2 separate regions of the Mus musculus genome follow, and region 2 is linked to region 1. The links are chromatin contacts, called in public HiChIP or PLAC-seq maps. All regions are on one chromosome and are shown on one strand. The core of a region is the stretch at or near the end of the contact, and the rest is flanking DNA. Distances in the headings are between cores, read along the strand shown.

Evidence for each region. HiChIP or PLAC-seq counts read pairs in DNA pulled down with a chosen protein or histone mark.
Region 2: a contact with region 1 is called in an H3K27ac HiChIP or PLAC-seq map of large pre-B cells, with 3 times the contacts expected there. The contact joins two enhancer-like sites. A contact is called at or near these places in 1 of 115 datasets of contacts at active chromatin or transcription factors (large pre-B cells) and 1 of 9 other capture datasets (embryonic stem cells).

Annotation. Positions count from the first base shown.
Region 1 is chr1:33,105,321-33,108,426 of GRCm38.p6, reverse strand. No RefSeq gene overlaps it. Among named protein-coding and RNA genes, the nearest start is that of Gm39616, 69 kb to the left of the region's middle. Within about 2 kb of position 1,681, at least 7 of the 459 cell types and tissues checked have an H3K27ac peak or open chromatin away from gene starts, as enhancers often do.
Region 2 is chr1:33,562,805-33,565,869 of GRCm38.p6, reverse strand. The region is part of intron 7 of Prim2 (DNA primase, p58 subunit); the gene reads left to right. Among named protein-coding and RNA genes, the nearest start is that of Prim2, 110 kb to the left of the region's middle. Within about 2 kb of position 1,674, at least 35 of the 459 cell types and tissues checked have an H3K27ac peak or open chromatin away from gene starts, as enhancers often do.

The DNA.
Region 1 (3,106 bases), core at 432-2,931:
GTGCTGTGTGACTTAAGTCAAGATTGCAAGCCATACCCACGAGGCTGTGAGCCAACTACAGCTCTTGAGGTGACACTCTTCCATGTTCTCCCTTCTCCATCCAACATGAAGAGGTAGGAAGGAGCTGATAATTAATGAGGACATGCCCATCTTTTCCTCACCTTCTCTCCCTGAAAAATCATTTTGATTTTGTTTTTGAAATAAAAGACTCTAAGATTCTAAACGTTAGTAAACAGAAGAAGTTAAATATCATCTTCAGCTGCATAGTGGAACTAGAGGCTAGTCTAGGCTACACGAAACTCTGTAAGCATACAATAAACAAAACTTTGAAAAAAATGTCATGGCTAAAGAGATAGAAGAAAAATTCACTTTTGTCTCAATGAATCAACTTTAAATTCGAAAAATCACAGCTATGTTTAGAAAACCTTTGATCATGCTGAATTTCAGTCTTTTTTATAACTGCTTATTGTTTTCTATTCAGTAGTCATCTTTTCTCCTGACAATGCTGTTTTTAAGGTGGGACCTATGCTAAGTCTCTGGTTGGCAAGATGGGCAGGGGGTGTGGTAGGAGGGACCACATCAAGAGGGACAGAACAAAGGGTCTGGCATCCTTGCAAAATTTCATATAATGATAGAATTGGGCATTTATATCTGTTACTAGAAATCCAAGTTGCATAGATTTTATGTGAGAAATTGTGGTTTAATTAGAAAAAACTACCTCTTTACAACAACAAAAACTGGATATACCCATTCAATTCTTCCTTTTCATGAGTCAAGCAGTTGCACATATTTTGTCAAGTAAACATTCCTAGGGGGACTCAGTGATGCTCTGGAGTATTTCATTCATGTTGCTGTTGCCCAAATATTAGTGATTTATAAAAGCTAATGAGATATAAAGAAAAAATATATATCACTCTACTTTGTGTGTTTTATTGTGCTGTCTATGCTTCATGGCTGGATGTCAGAGTACTTCCAAAGCCATTTTATGATGGGGCTGTAAATTAACAAGGAATAGAGATCTTTGGAGCAGGGAGCCAGCACCTGTGCTTGTGTGGTGGTGCCTCACCCCTCCCCCACCTTCTTTCCTGGGGTAGGCGTCATTCACTTCCTGAACTTGGCTTCCTTCCTTCCTTCCTTCCTTCCTTCCTTCCTTCCTTCCTTCCTTCCTTCCTTCCTTCCTTCCTCCCTCCCTCCCTCCCTCCCTCCCTCCCTCCCTCCCTCCCTCCCTCCCTCCCTCCCTCCCTCTTTCTTTCTTTCTTTCTTTCTTTCTTTCTTTCTTTCTTTCTTTCTTTCTTTCTTTCTTTCTTTCTTTCTTTCTCTTCCTCCTCTTTTACCTCCCTCCCTCCATCCCTTCCTTCTTCCTTTCTCTCTTTGTAAACACCCTTTACTTCTTATGTGTCAAAACAAATTCCTGTGCATATGAACCAAAGATCTGGTTTCATGTGTTCTTAAACTGTACAAGCACAGGCTGCCTTCTCTCTCATGTCCTTTCTTTTCTCCCACTTTCTGATACATGTTTAATTTCGATTGGCATACATCCTCTGACTTACCTCCCACATCACAAACATGGTGGATGCTTCCAAAAACAGCCACAAGTACAGTACGGCCCCAGAATGTCCTCACAATGGACATGTGAAGAGTAACCATGCAATAATGCTAAAAATACTTCATGTGTTCATTAGACCACAGTATTTTTACAGGGTAAGGTTCCAAGTTTAGTTTCAGTTTTACAGAGGAAATGTGGGTTGACAACTGAGCGAGTAAAGTTAAATCATGTGAGGAATGAGGAATCTGGAGTGAGACTTTTTATTTTCATCTGTTCATCCTGACCCAGACACGAGTCAGTTGTTTTGCTGAAAAGTGGACATGCTGTTGTAGATGGGCCTGGTGCTGTTTGTATTTTGATGCTAATTCCGCTCCCCTGGGAGGGCCTTCAAACAAGGAGTAAGTCAGATGGCCCAGATGACTTACTGTGAACCAATCCCCTAATGAATAAAGGAGCCAAACACTGGCTGAGTAGCGGGACTTCCAGGTTGGACAGAGGAAGAGAGGAAGATGGAAAGAGTTAGGTACTTTTGGACAGGGATAGCGTGAGGACAAGATGTAGCTACAAGTGTCTCCTGGTTTCAATGGCAGATCCATCAGGATTTGCCACTGGAGGATTTAGATTTAGTAAGGCTTACAAGATTAGTATTTTAGTTACTGTGCCCAGCAATTGAATTACCGTCACTTATGATCTGAGTTTGTGTTTTCCTTCATGTGGTGGCTCGTCTGGGTTCAAGAGAGAAAGGTACGGCGACAAAGTGTGGGTTTTCCTGAGGCTCACCACAAAGGCCGTGGGGGGATTTGAAGCATGGAGTTGGCATGGTATTAACCTGCCAGAGGGAACCTAGTGAGCTGGGTACAGAGATTTTGGAGTTCTGAGTCAGAGTCTCCAGGAGATAAAAACAGGTCGGCAGTTTCCCACCAGTGTATGGCCAGCCAGGCAGCCTGGGGCAGAGAGATGCAGGCACAAGTGCGGGGGGGGGGGGGGTGGGGGGGGCGGCATGCTGGTTCATTTTTTAAATATTTCCTGCAAAACATCCCTTCTGTTGTTTCTTGGAACAGACTCTAGCTAGAAGAGCCCTTGTAAGCTACCTCACAGTACACCATGCGTTGGAACTTGTATTCAAATTTGGGATCTTGGACTATTGAAAATTCAAGGTCCCGGTTCACATTAATCGGGCGGAACGAAACATTTGTTTTTCATCCCAAGCAAATGTTTGGGAAATGTATCATCTTCTGTAAGGCAGACTTGTAGAAACTTGTAGTCAGTTTATAACTCAGTTATAACCACTTGAAAAAAAGGACGGTGTCTGGATTTGACATGCTTGTTCTAACATCTACTGTGAAGCTCAATTCTAGACTCACAACAGGACCATAGATTTCCTAAGCAGACACTGACTTGTCTGATTTGCCTGTGCTCTGAAGTTACGGGTTTTTTTTTTTTTAATAGAATAATTTAAAACTATTTTTGTTAAAAACTGACCTTATATGGCTTTGGCTAAGAAAAGTAGGTAAGTGGCCTAGCATAAAGAAATAATCAGAAATAAAACATTCTTCTTGA
Region 2 (3,065 bases), core at 425-2,924, 460 kb before region 1:
TTTGTAAAGGGCTCCTTGTGAAATCAGGTGCAGAGCAGAGATTGAAAACACAAGTCCCTTAGTGAATTTTCATTTGAAAAACCAGGTTTCCCTGCCTATCTGAGGTAAAGAGTATCTGTAAGCCAGTCAAGTGTGCAGAGCCAGGTCACTGTGTCTTTTGGGCATCTTTGATAGGCTCCTTCTCTATTTGGGGGCCAGCGATTCCCTTACGTTTGCAGCATGCCCCTTTCTCAGTCTGATGTATATCAGCTATGAGTTCTTTGCTGACCTCCACCGTTTTATGACTTTGTTAAAAGCTTCTTGCTTCTTTTTATTGCCTTCCTGTGAATAAAGCCACATTTTGATTGAGAAAAGTCTAAGATTAGGGTAACATTTAATCACATACTTCTTAGAAATTACTCATTGAACTTATTTTCTTCAGATTTCATATGCCCAAGAAGCAACTTTTATCTTTTTTCTTTCTTTCTCTTCTCCTCTACCTCTTTGGCTCCCTCTATCTCCTCTTTTTCTTTTTTAAAGACAGTGTTTTGATAGGTAGTATAGGCTGGCCTTGAACTCGAAATTCCCCTGCCCATACTTACTTAGTTCCTCGTACTCATTGTTTAAGAAGTATACTAGGCACAGTTTAATCTTGCCATTGGACTTAATGTGTAGTACTCACTTCTGTTACTTTGCTGTGCTTCATCTGAATATATTTGGGAATAATTATTTTCACAAGTGCTCCTAAATAGTCTTGAAGGCAGAGTAATATGCTCTTGTGGTTTGAATGTACTGTGTCTAAGTTCAGATGCTGTTATCATGGTAGTGTTCAGGAGTAGGGCCTTTCAGAGTTGGTTAGGGCACACGGGCTTTTCCCATGCTGGTGAGGCTAGGTGCCTCATAAGTAACTCCATGTTGTATGCTACTGTTCCCAGGGAGATGGAAACAAATGCCTGCCGATCCCACACAGGCACCCAGCAACAGGTCAGAGGAAGGATACCACGGTGTCCAGCTTGGTGAACCAGTTGTTTATTGGGGTTACTAGGAGGAATATGTGTGGAAGGTCATTTGCAGGAACTGAAATGACCCAGAGACAGCTTCATTACCAAAGTCCACCCCAACACGTATTGAGAGCTGGAGACCCAGGGCACATGCACAGTCTGCAGGCGGCTTGGCAGGGTGGAGGGTGTCCTTTCGAGGCACCTCAGTTGGTCTAGCCTCTTCTAGGCAATCCAGCTGGTCTTTCCTTTTCCCAGATAGCCCGGTTTATCTGAGACTATATCTCAGTAGTCTTACCATTATATATGTTTGGGGAGGGAGGAGAACTAGTGTACCTGTTCGGTTTCAGGGACTTCTGGAAGCCATTGAATTGTTTACTTCCTGAACTTAACAGTGTTCCTTGAAGGACAGGGTGTTTGACCTCCCTGTAAAGTCTTGTGTCTTACAGAGCTTCCCCCTTAAAACATCCTGCATACAGACTATCCTGGACCCAGTTTTACAGGAGAATAAAACGGAGGCTGGTGGGTGGAAAGGCCTGGCATCGTAGTTACCAGAGCTGTGGTTTCCCCCACTTCTGCTCATTGTTGCTGAGCCACACTCGTGTGTGGAACGACAGCTAGTGCCCTTCCTTCCAGAGCTGCTCCTGGCCTGGCCCTTCAGTCTGCCTCAGCATCTGGCACCCAGCGGCTGTGGGGGAGTGGGCAGTGCATGCGGGATGCAGGTGCACTTTGCAGCTGGGGGTAAGAGAGAGGCAAGAGGTCCTGCAGAGGTTAGTAAGTGTTTTCTTCCACAGGGGAGAGTGCAGACCAAGTGGTGATCATATCTATTTCTTCTGTTCTCTTTCTTGTTTTGCTCCCAGATTTGAGAGAGAATTCACATGCCATGTAATTTAAAGTTTACCATTGTGATTCTTGGACTCACAGAGCTGTACAGGTAGCAGCTCTGTCAGATTCGGAACATTTTCAGGACCAAAGGGTAAAATGTCTCAGTCTGGCAAATGCTTGCCTGGAACTTCATCCCCTCCTCCTCCCCCAGAATAGCTGCCAGCAGTTCCTATCTGAAACTGTAGAGGCAGAACTAAGACCAAAAGAAAAAAAAAAAAAAGATCCACTGACCTCCACCTTGATACTCCTATCCCCACTTCCAAGTCCTACAGAACCTGAAGCCCCCAGTGCCACAGCGCAGTTTCCTCCTCTTGAGAGCCTGCAGCCTTCAGCTGTTCTGATGAAAAGAGTGACTCTGCTTCTAGAGGCGCCTGTCTTCTAGCTTTAGTGTGCACACGGCCCCCATCAATCCCGGTCTCATGCTGACCCTCTATGGGAGCAAGCACTGATCAATGTCACCATTGCCTTGGCTTTGTCCCACCCCACATCTGGGCAAGTATCAGTCAGCTGCTTCTGTATAAACTCCCCTCTGGGGACATTTCCACCCACATGGGACCATATAAGTGTGTGGTTTTCTGAGGTTCTCTTCATGTAGCATGCTTTCAAGGTTCATACATGACTGCATTAATATGCCATTTTGTTATAATGCTCAGTGACATTCCCTTGCATTATATACAAGGGTGGTATCTGTGGTATTATGGCTTCAGTCTCTCTCTTCCCAACCCCTTTTCAGCTATTGTAACTGAGTACAATTCTCCTATTAACACCACAGACCAGCCTAGAACAGAGAATTGTATAAAGTTGAGCCCCTATCCACAGGTGGATGGTACTGTTTACTGACTTACTTCCCTTCCTCCCTCATTTTTATGGAGTTTTTTTTTTTTTTTTTTTTTTTTTTGGTTTTCTGAGACAGGTTTTCTCTGTGTAGCCCTGACTGTCCTGGAACTCACTTTGTAGACCAGGCTGGCCTTAAACTCAGAAATCCACCTGCCTCTACCTCCAAGTAGAGTGCTGGGATTAAAGGCGTGCACCACCACTGCCACTGTCCGGCTTTTATTGAATTCTTGATGTATAAAAAAAACCACCATTACACTTTATGATGTAATAGCTCGAAGGACATGACCTGTTTGTTTTCTTGCAGAGCATATAGTCACGTTGAGGCAATGAGGTAATCTGTGTGTCTTCAGGTATGTTACATGCAAA